2 separate regions of the Zea mays genome follow, and region 1 is linked to region 2. The links are chromatin contacts, called in public Hi-C maps. All regions are on one chromosome and are shown on one strand. Each heading gives the region's core, a stretch centred on a gene start, on an enhancer-like site or on the middle of the called end of the contact. The rest is flanking DNA. Distances are from core to core; before and after follow the strand shown.

Region 1 (5,883 bases), core at 3,007-5,506, 230 kb after region 2:
GGTTATATTTATGCCGGCCTTCCACACTAGGCGGATCACAGGTGACTTCTGGTGCTCCGGACGGTCCGACCTGCACAGTCGGACGGTCTGCGGGTGGACCAGACGATCCGGTACTATCCTCGGACTGTCCGGTCACGTCAAGCAACACCTGTGACCCTTGTGGTGGGCTCTGTGTAACTCCGGACTGTCCGGCGTAGAGTGCCGGACGGTCTGATGGAGGGCCGGACGGTCCGCGATTGTGTGCGGACGCTCCGACCGTGCTCAGAGTTGACTCACCATTTAGCGAAGATGGTGGTGACGGTCGTCCTGGATATGAGTCCATCGGCATACCAGAATATGGCTGGGGAAACCCATTTGTTGCCGATGTGTTTGGCGCAATTGTTTTGGCGCCTAATTTTTGTGATAAAAAACTAGGCATGTGAGTTTTTCCTAATGCATGCGTCATCCTTTTTATATCCTCTGTGATACTTTTAATCCGATTATCAAAAGAAATTTTAATAGATGGAATATCATCGACTGACCTGGCATCACTTATCGTGGGGAGCTGTTGCAGCACGGATGACATGTAATCGGCGTCTATTTCTCTCTCCTTTACGACCTTCTGGTGGCGATCTACCTTGAAGTGCGAGAGGTACCACTTTTTCGCCACCTTGAGCATCTGATCTTGTTGTCGTTGGATCTCCTCATCCATCTTCTTCATGTCATCTTTTAAGTTTTCATGCTCTGCGGCCGATAAATTAGTCAGCCTTGTGTCGCTGTTTGGAGAAGCACTGTTGAGATCTTTAGGATCGGCCATGTAAGCCTGATTTTGTAGATCTGCAACCTCGGTCCCCAGCAGAGTCGCCAAAAAGTATGTTGGCACCTTTTTTGGGCGCCAATCACTCAACAAGAACCGGCGGCGGTGCCCTCTGGTCAGGCGCGGACGGTCCGCGGCCTTGGGCCGGACGGTCCGTGACCTGGGCGCAGGAGCGGTGTCTTCCCTGCGTCACGCCGGACGGTCTGCAGCTCTGGGCCGGACGGTCCGCGACCTGGCAACAGGGTCGTCTTCCTCCTCCTTGCTGGAATCTAGATCTCGTCCCCTGGGGGGAAGAGATCTTAATGGTGCCCCGGGTCGACAGGTCACCCGAGGCGTCCCCAGACGACGTGGAGTCGCCTAGGAATTAAGAGATCAATTCGAGGAAGAGGTCTTGGATGGACAACTAGATCTTGCGGTCGAATAGGGGTGAGATCATAGGGTCGTCTTGGGATCGGCAGGCCACCCAAGACGGATCTAGACGACGTAGAGTCGAATAGGGGTGGAGGTGGATATGTGGAAGACTACAACTAGAACTATGCTACATCTACTTCTAGGGCAGGAAAAGTAAATAAGGTAATTGGTTCGATTGGAATGTGTTCGGGGGTTCTCAATCGACCGTACCCCTTTATATTTATAGGGGAGGAGGTCTGGACCTTTTCCTAAGAGATAGCCAACAAACTCACGCGCGATTAGATGGATAACCACGCACGAGATAAGGATAAACATTCGAGTTTAATCTAATCTCGGGATACGCGGACCGTCCGAGCCCAAGGGCCGGACCGTCCGCTCATTTTGGTGTCCAACAGGTGCCAATGCCAACTGCCAAGCCATGCCATGCTAACCTCAGCCCCCTGACGGGTCCTTTCACGGCCGACCAGCGGAGCGCGGCAGCAGGCTGCACTGCGTAGGCAGGCATGGCAGGAGAGGAGAAGAAAAAAAAAAACTGGGCGCCTTTTCTGAATCCATCGAGTCTTGTTACCACCACCACCACCACTAGTAGTAGTAGTAGCCCTGCAATACATACATGCACCAGAGAAAGGGGGCTTGAACTGTCCGTATCCGTCCCAGGCTTTTGTGCCATCGGCCATGCAGCGCAATCATGGACGCCAAGAACAAAGCGAAGCCATTGTTGACCCCCTCTCCCTCTCCCTCTCTCTCTCTCTGTCTGGCTGGCTGGCTGGCTTCACCACCAGAAAGATAAGCAGCGTCCTCCAACCGGAGCCGCAACGCGAGATTTCCGGCATGGCGTTACACACACTGAAAGACCGGAACGATGGTGAGCGGCCGCGCCACGAGACGGAGAGGGAGGGAGGCACGTCAGGTTCAGGTTTATTATTAGCCCGCCGATCGGCGAGAAGCGGGCCCTGCAACCGCAACCGCAACCGAGGCGTAGGCATGCATGCGTGCGTACCAGCAGCAGCAGCTACCACTGGCACTGGCTCGCAGTTGGCATGATGGAGATCCCCCTCCTAATCCGCGACCCCGACAGAAGCAAGCGGGCGGGCGAGCGCGGGGGGGGGGGGGGGGGGGGGGGGGGCTGTGCTCTGCATGCGCGACTCGTTGGCTGTGGCTGGTGACCCGTCGGCGTTGCCCATCGGCAGGTATGGATAGAGATAGACTCTCGTGTCGCGCGCGCCCCTCGTTCGTCCATCCGATCCCACAGTCAGGTACTCCCTCCGTTTCTTTTTATTAGTCGCTAGATAGTGCAATTTTGCACTATCCAGCGACTAATAAAAAGAAACAGAGGGAGTATGTATATACACGGACCGATTATTGCGTCCAGCAGCCACCAAAAAAGCAGTCCACAGGTACCCACCGTCGTACGAACACACATATTTTGAGCCAGGCCAATTGCATCTGATAGAGTACTATCATGGAGCATGGACCATGCTCACCCATCTGTGGATTTGTGCGGTTTCTATGGTTCAAGAAGGCTGTGAACGTACGTACGTACGCGGCGGCCTCCCCTGCCGCTCGGCTCGATCCCTGATGGTCCGCGTGCTTTGCTACCGTTGCCAGTCTCGCGCGCGGTCCTTGCAACCACGCCGGTGCAGCTTGCGATCACCCGTCAGCCAGCACCAGCACCACCACCCCCCGTGAGGACCCGCGGCTTTCTCGCGCGTCGCTTGGGGTTGTGCGCCCTGCCGTCCGGGCCACCTGCCCTCTCTAACACCCGCACGGCTGGCGCGAAGCGGAACGAGCGCGGCATCTCCGCGGTCCGTGGGATGGGTTTGTGCCGCACGGACGCGGCCACGGAGGCCCCCCCGCATGGCACGGGCTGGATTCGGGGCGGGGCGGACGCGGCGGCGGAGGCGGTGGTTCTGGCTGTCGGGGCGGGGAGCGAGGACGTGACAGGGTTCCGAGGCACACAGTCATCACACACGCGCGCGCGGGACGCATCCAGATCGGTCGGATTGCCGACGGGACGGGTGGATGGAAGGGGTCCCCGTGCAAGGGCTACGGTTGGCTCCATGCAGTGCCCCCATGCACACGCCTAGCTAGGTGCCTCCGCTGCCTCGGGTCTACGAGCGCCCGCTTGTTGAGGGAGCTCGTGGTCTCTATCGACCACCGCTCGCTTGCCGCCCGCGGTGGTGTGTACTTGGCCTAAGTTCTTGTGTTGTAGCTGTACTACTGTGCTTTTGATACAAAGACTACACAGCTGTCGGCTCGGTTCACGTGGCCTATATAGACGAGCATCTAGCCACAGGTCCAGATGACAAATTCGTGAGGCTTAATTAATTGCTGTTTCGCCTTTTTTTGATCCATATTAAATGTGCCTACTTACTATGCTTCCCGGTGCACAGCTTAGATACATGGATACATATATGATTGGATCTCGGACCCCGTTTGGACCGTAGAAATCAATCGATTATACACGGACAATACCAAGAAAAAAAAAACCCACGTACAAGGACCGGTTTATTTTCAACAGACCTCACACGTAACGGACGAACCTTGATGTTGAAAAAAAGGGAAGCATGCGGGTACTGCAGTCAATAAACCCAACCACAACCAACACATAAAGACGGGTAATAGCGCTGCACCGTAGCACGTTGATGGAACGAGGCACGCGCGCTTCAACTATAAAGACGGGTGATAGATGCATATGCAGCTAAAAGCATATCAATATGCCATACGGATACGGGCTAGGGTGCACGATCACCCTCATCAAAACACCGAGAGAGAAGGAGAAAAAAAAAGTTGTGTGCGGACTGTGCAGAGACCCAGGTCAACATGGCCTTCGTTTCAGCGGAACTCACGTCATCTCATCTCACCGTCATGATGCCCTAACAAGAATGAAATAGCAGCAGAATCGGGGGAACAGAAAACGGAAGATACTCTTAACGGGCTCCGAAGCGTCGACTAGTTGCCCATCAGTTTCTCGCGTCATTTGGGCCATTGTATTTTAGGCCCAATTTGTCCTCGTCCACACGCGGTCAGCCCGAACAAGCAATTGCAAGACAGGAGGCCCATCAAAGTAGCCCGGCTCGTAACATGTCATGTCACCCCCTCGGTCGTCCACTGGAGAGCCTCCTGCTGCTCGGCGCCGTTGATTTCCAGTTTGTTTTCAGCGAAATTCAGGCTCATACCTTCTCTGTGACTCTATGTCTGTGCACGGTGCGCTGCATACTTGTCTTGAAGCCTTTCCTCATATAAAAACAAAAAATGTTCAGCTGCGGGAGTTCGACATGTGCAACGCCAAGAACGAGGTGGCTGTTGCAATTGCAATCGAGCCCAATTTCCCGGAGTGCTTCAACAGCATGGCGAGTGCATGGAGGGGTGAGGCCAGTCTTCATGTGTCCAATAAAAATATCCGTAAATATATAGATGGTCAAGGATTAAATTTGTTTTTGGTGTAGATGTGACTTTCCCTCTGTTGGCTGCTAGAAAAACAGAAGCAAATAATATACCAATCTTGTGTATGGCTTCTTAGTCTCACCTACAATGGCCACACCACTGGTACATAGATATGAAAGTTTAGACCGGACTATTTAAAGCTGACATGGCATGACACTGTATAAAAATAAGAGTCCAAATTACGACCCGACACGAAAAAGAATGAGTTGTGCAAGTACGACCCGAACTGTCAGGTCGTACCGTGTCTCAAACTTAGTCATAATGGGCCACACAACACAACACGACTAGAAGAGCCGTGTTTGTAACGGCACGGAACCAAAAGAGGCACATATTAGAAAACTAGTGTTTAAATGGTTATTCAATACTATAATAACACTTATTTAATATAATAAAAAATTTCTAGTACCAAAAAACATCCGGATAGGCATATATGTTCGAGAAAAGTTTAATATAGAAACATATTTAGCGATTAATCTAATAACACTTATTTAATGTAATAAAAATCGTCTTTTTTATCTATAAACTTGATCGAACTTTCCGTAAAAGTGAAATCTGTTCACCTGTTCATTCGGTGTTCTTTTCTTTTCTTTTTTTTTTCAATTGCTCACTGTGGATCGGATATACGTCCACTCAGATCAATCGAATAATAAAAGTCCAAATCCAGCCGATCAGATTCGAAAGAAATGTATCATTGCACCGACTATATAGCAGGCCCAGGGACACGTACGCCTGCACATATAAACAGCAGAATCATTGCACGGCCACGAATTAATTAAATATTAGTGAAAGCAGCCTGCCCATATGTATGCTTGATCGGCAATGATCCTAGAATGATAGAAATCCATCACATCAAATGTTGATTGGGCGTGAAACCGGAAGCGGCGGCACAACGCGCAAAAATATCTCTTTCTTCACCATTCTCTACTGGTTCAGCCGGTCATGTATGACTGTTTTTTTTTTCTTGAGCAAAAGTGAGATGTCTAGTTTATTTACTATACATAGGCCGTATTAAATTTGCTGAGACCAAAAGTTAAAGGGATTTGCTCAGAAGGTACAGATCTCATTGGTGTGCAAATCAAGGGTCCAAATCCCAAATCAAATAGACATTTTGTCTCGTCTCCAACAGACTCTTTATTTTTTACTATCTATTTTTTTCATAAAGATTATAATTTATATATAATATTTCACTCCAATAGACTATATATCTATTTTGACTAGTTAGGTGGCTA
Region 2 (5,840 bases), core at 3,335-5,834:
GGCTGAGCCGGCCACCAAGCCCAGCACGACAGCGCACCAGGCCCCAGGTCCTAGCCCAATAAGACAACACGGCAAGGCAACTAGCAGACTAGCAAAAAAACAAAACTCTAAAAAAACCAGTCATATGCTACACCCTGCCCAGACGACGATGACGACCATGGATTCTCAGGCGGCAACGAACTCAGATGGTGACCAATAAAGGTGAGCAAACTCCATTTCTCCATTTCTTCTATCAGTCCCGAAGTACTTATTTCTTTTCTGATGGATGGATGAATGGATCATGGTTCATGGATGAATGCTTGCCGATGTGGTGATGTCTGAAATCTAGATTGTTTGTGCTACCTGTTAGTACCTAGTTATCCCTTAATTGGGGATGGGGACCCATTGGGGACCCGAAACCCAAATGGGGATGGGTATGGGATGAGTTTTGCACCCATGATGGGTATGGGGATGGGTATGGGGATGGATGAAACATGATGGGGATGGGTATGGGATGCTATAACCCGGTGGGGAATTCCCCATTGACATCTCTACCCAAGACTGAGAGATAGAGCTCTCGGCCTACTGGACCGTAGCACACTCCAAGAGTTCTCGGATCTCACCATGGATTTGGCGTCCCTCGGTGGTGGATGGCTCCGGCATGGTACGGAGCAATATTGCTGCTGCGGTGAGGTTCTAACTAGCCCTGTGAAAGGCCAAAGGGGCTTTGGCTTTGGCATCCTCCATGATGTGACAATGGACGTCGCATGCCTTTGCGCGTGCTCCCTCGTCAAGAGCCTTGCCGGCTGCTTCCCGATCGAGAACCTGCCGAAGCTGTTGCATTCGTTGTTGTTCCTCTCTGAGCTTGGCGTGCAACTCGTAGAGCTTCTCGAGGTGGGCCATGTGACTCAGGGGGGCTGAGCCTCACCCATCTCCATTGGTTCCCTAACGTGTGGGGGTGGCACGTTGTTCTCCCGAGGCATGCCGAGCTGGTCCCCTTCATCATGCTCCTCGCGCCCACCTTGAAGCACTCTTGAGTTGGGTCGTAACCCTCCTCGTCCTTGCTATAGTCATCGGAGTCGTTGGAGAGCAGTTTGTTACAGGCGAATAGAAATTACAACATGACCTTAGGGTCTCAAAGCCCAAAGAAGTCCAGGGCAGAGCCTAGACCATCCTCCTCCTTGGAGTCTGAGCACCCCAAGGGAAGGGAAGACCAGCGTACATGCTGGTGAAGGCACTTGAGTCGACGCTTGGCTAAAAAGGGATAGGGTTGAACACTGATGGTTCTCCCCTAGCCCCTGACAAAGCTTTCATGTCTTGCCACGATGAGGCCGGCACCTCCCAACCCGCAGGTGGGAGGGACGGTGAGGCTGGCACGACCTAACACATGGCTTAGGGAGCTGGTGAAGCCGATACTCCCCACGCCATAGGAGGAGGAGCCAACAGAGTTGGTGTTGGGGATATGTGTGCTACCGACGATGCTCCAGGCGTGATGCTAACGTTGGTCAGATCCCTCGCAAGGGAGTTTGCGTCAGCAGCCAGCCCAGGAGCTTCAACGGGGCATGAGGCGCCACCCGTAACGTGGTTGTGATTGCTCTGTCTCCGCTTCCTGTGACAAGAAGGACGGGGACGGACGTCTGGTTCTCCCTGAGTGCAACCAGGGGACCAAGTGGGAGGAGCACCATATCATACTCAATGCTGAGTGACATGAACTCTAAACTCCCAAACCTGATCACCGTACCGAGCCTCAGGGGTGGTGGAAGCTAGCCATATAGAGTTTTGATGGGAACTTGATGCTTTGCACGCAGCGTGCCCCTACCTGGTGCACCAACTATCGGTGTCTCGACCCGAGGACCTAACCAACTAGTGAAATATAGCTGTGTGCCCCTAACCTGGATGGTGATGCAAGATGACATAAGTCTTTTGTCCTAGTTTAGGCAAGAGAAGGCCCTACTTCCAGGAGAGGGGGGATAAGACTTATATTACTTCCACCTAAGTGTTTGCAGTAGGGAATACAAGCTGAGTAGGAGAGGGAAGGATCCCAAGTTTGTGGGGTTGATTGAGGCTGGTGCTAATATCACGGTGGAGGAGAAAACTGTGAAGTGTTTGCGTGCCTTCCTGATGCCATAGGCTATCCTATTTATAGCCACAGGAGGGGCTGCCCGGAGTACTAGAGTTGGCCGCACATTGTGAGGGTGTCACCGTGCCCCTATAGACGGTATGGTCTTGTACTTATTGTTAACTTGTGCCCGCTTGATTTCTGCTGAGAGCCGAGGCCAGGGCCAAGGGCTCGGTCACACACCCGAGCCCCCTAGCAAGGGGGTTGCCCATACTGTAGTGGTTGACACAGTACTAAGTATGGGAAAGAGCCCCTAAGTAGTGCGCTAGCTCTCTAGTATCTAATGACGTTGGATGCCTTTCCATTGCGGATATCGAGGTCAGAGCCGGGCTCGGGCGAGGCAGAAGTCTGCCCATGGTCACGACCGAGCCCGTTTCGAGATTCGAAGACGTGCGCACCATAGTTGTAGGAGTGCCTCCTGTGGGATTCGCGGGGAGCAGGTAGCCGAGGCCAGGCTTGAGCGAGGCGAAGTTTGTCTCGAGAACGGATTCTACTTCGGGTGAGGCAGAGTTTTGCACGCGAGGGCTAGCCTATACCCTTTCGTATTGTATGTCCCATCAGGAGTTGGGCGACGACGTGCGAGAATAGTGGTCGTATGCGTAATCATAGTTGGTGAAGCTTGACAGGACCACAGTCTTGTTGCTCCTGTACACCTACAACCCTACGTGGGGTAGGTATGCTCATTGAATGTTGTTGTCTCTTGCGGACTTCGACCGAGTCTTGCCCTGGGTTTGTCTAGCTCACCCGAGGTGGGCTCGGGCGAGGCGAAGACCTCCGTTCTAGGGAGAGGGGACCTCGACCGGCACGAGGATTCTCCCGAGAACACACCCTGTCTGAGGGCAGGCTCGGGTGAGGCGGAGTTGAGGGGGGCCTCGGGCAAAGGTGGCTTATGATACTTCGTCCTCGAAACATGCTTTGATGGTGGTCTAGGGGTTAAGCGTTTTTAGGGGTGTAATCTAGGTACCTCTAATTATTATACCCGACATGTTGCAAACATCTAAATGCAATATGTACCTACTATATAATATATCTATCTGCAATTTGATAATCCAGAATTGTATTTTACGTCGCGCGGAGTGCGCACGACATAGACTAGTATTAATAACGCCACATACTATAGTTTATTTATAACAAATATAAGTATATTTTCCATTTAAGGGCTAGTTTGGGAAACCCCATTTTCCAAGGGATTTCTATTTTTAGTACTAGTTTAGAAACCTTATTTTCCCAAGGGATTTCCATTTTACCAAAGGAAATTAGTTCATCTTCCCTTATGAAAATAGAAATCTCTTGGAAAAATAGAGTTTCCAAACTAGCCCTTAGAATTCTATTTTTCCAAGGGATTCCTATTTTCATATGGGAAGATGAACTATTTTTCCTTGGAAAAATGAAAATCTCTTGGAAAAATGGAGTTATAAAACTAGCCCTAACTAAACATATACTCCATCCGTCTTAAGATAGAATTCATTTTAATTCTTATTTATTATATCTATATTTAAATAGATGGTGATAAATTTAAACGTATATATTAAATATTGTATGAGTCTATTAATTATCTAAATCTAAAATTAATGTTAATTTAAGACAAAGAGAGTAGTAAATAAACATTTTCTTTACCTTGTGAACATTAAATACTAAAGTGTTAGGGATGTTTGATTTCTATCTTAGTGACTAAAGTTTAGTTACTTTTAGGGGTGTTTGGTTTATATGGACTAAATTTTAGTTCCTATATTTTATTCCATTCTAGTCTCTAAATTACCAAAAAACAGAAACGAAAACTTTATTTTAGTTTCTCAATTTAGCAATTTAAAACTAAAATAAAATAAAATAGAGGGACTAAACATTAGTCCCTAAACCAAACACCCCTTAGTTATTAAAATACTAAGTAAATGTTTGGTTTATAGGCACAAATTTTTAGTTCCCCATTTTATTCTATTTTAGTTCATAAATTGTCAAATACAGGAACTAAAACTCAATTTTAATTTCCGTATTTAGTAATATAGGGATTCAATGAAATAAAATGGAGGGACTAAAGTTTAGTCTTTATAAACAAACACTCCTAAACGAAGTGATTAAAATAGGTCTTCCAAATATAATTTTTAGGAACTAAAGTTTCTTTCTAAGGGCTAGTTTGGCAACTCCATTTTTCTATGAGATTTTTAATTTCTTAAGGAAAAATAAACTAGTTTCCCTTGGAAAAATAAAAAATCATTAGGAAATTAGGGTTTTCAAACTAGCCTTAAAATATAAGAGGATGACTGAAGAAACCAAACACCTGCTTACATTATTTTGAAACATAATTTAGTACACGGTTTAAATTTTCGTACAACCGAGGAGTGAAAAACAGACTTGTGCTAACATCCTTGCAAAACAGAACAAAATCAGTAAAACGACGGAAAAGAAAAGAAAAAAAACAGGAAAAAAGGCCCTCCCCTCCGTCGCCAATCCCAATCCCGATCTCCAAGCAAACCCACCTCCCCGGCTGTCCCCCACTCGCCGATCCAGATCTCCTCCACTCCAACCGGACGCCTCCGCCGCCGCTGGCATCGGTCGAGCCACACGCGCACGCCGCTGAGGAACCCGGAGCGGGCGCCGGCAATGGAGCAGCTGCGGACGATCGGGCGGGAGCTGGCGATGGGGTCGCAGGGCGGGTGGGGGCAGTCCAAGGAGTTCCTCGACCTCGTCAAGTCCATCGGCGAGGCGCGCTCCAAGGCGGAGGAGGACCGCATCATCGCGCGCGAGCTTGAGCACCTCAAGCGCCGCCTCGCCGACCCCGACGTGCCACGCCGCAAGATGAAGGAGCTCCTCCTCCGCCTCGTCTACGCCGAGATGCTCGGCCACGACGCCTCCTTCGGCCACATCCACGCCGTTAAGATGACCCACGACGAGTCGCTCCCGCTCAAGCGGACCGGTTACCTCGCTGTCGCGCTCTTTCTCGACGAACGCCACGACCTCGTCATCCTCGTGGTCAACACCATCCAGAAGGACCTCAGGTCGGACAATTACCTCGTCGTCTGCGCAGCGCTCACCGCCGCGTGCCGCCTTATCGGTGAGGAGGCCATCCCTGCCGTGCTGCCCCAGGTTGTAGAGCTGCTCGCGCACCCCAAGGAGGCTGTGAGGAAGAAGGCCGTCATGGCACTACACCGGTTCTACCAGCGATCCCCCTCCTCCGTCTCCCACCTCGTCTCCAACTTCCGCAAGGTCCGCACTTTTCTCCTCCATATTTTGGTTCTAGATAAATTCATGTTTTTATAACCTACGGCCATTTCTGTTCTAGATGAATGGTAGTATGCATTTAGAAATGTCCCTTTCCACATGCCTTGGTGTTTAGGCCCTGTTTGTTTACCCTCTACATTATATAATCCAGATTAAATAAGTTAAGAGGCAAACAATTGGAGTGGATTATATAATCTAGGTACCTAGATTATGATAATTCATAAGCAGGTCATTAGTTGCTTATTTTAGATTATTGTTGGCTTTTTACCCACTAATAATTTATGTAAACAAACATCTCTAATAGGATTATATAATCTATATAAAATAAGCTGGATTATGTAATCCTGCAAGGAAACAAACATTCTCTTAGTATGCCATTTTAGATAGCACAGATTGTAGCTTTGGACCGATTATGCCTGGACTTCCAAAGATGTTTTTTTTGCAACAGTACATTTTTACCTAGGTTCTTAAATTCTTGCAAGATAGAATAACTTTCCTTATCTTAATCTCTGCATGGAGCAGTGAT

What was found. Hi-C and Micro-C count contacts between places; a contact is called where the count stands out from the background.
Region 1: a Hi-C map of tassel shows a contact between it and region 2, with 2.3 times the contacts expected there. The contact joins the enhancer-like site here to the promoter of LOC100383591 in region 2. A contact is called at or near these places in 3 of 25 Hi-C or Micro-C datasets (ear, leaf and tassel).

The regions. Positions count from the first base shown.
Region 1 is chr3:164,260,980-164,266,862 of Zm-B73-REFERENCE-NAM-5.0, forward strand. No RefSeq gene overlaps it. Among protein-coding and RNA genes, the nearest start is that of LOC103652331, 8.2 kb to the right of the region's middle. Within about 2 kb of position 4,257, at least 19 of the 20 cell types and tissues checked have an H3K27ac peak or open chromatin away from gene starts, as enhancers often do. A contact at or near this core is called in ear, leaf and tassel, where this site is marked.
Region 2 is chr3:164,030,702-164,036,541 of Zm-B73-REFERENCE-NAM-5.0, forward strand. LOC100383591 reads left to right here and starts at 4,585. Exons shown (of 11, transcript NM_001176239.1): 1 at 4,585-5,299. The coding sequence starts at 4,697.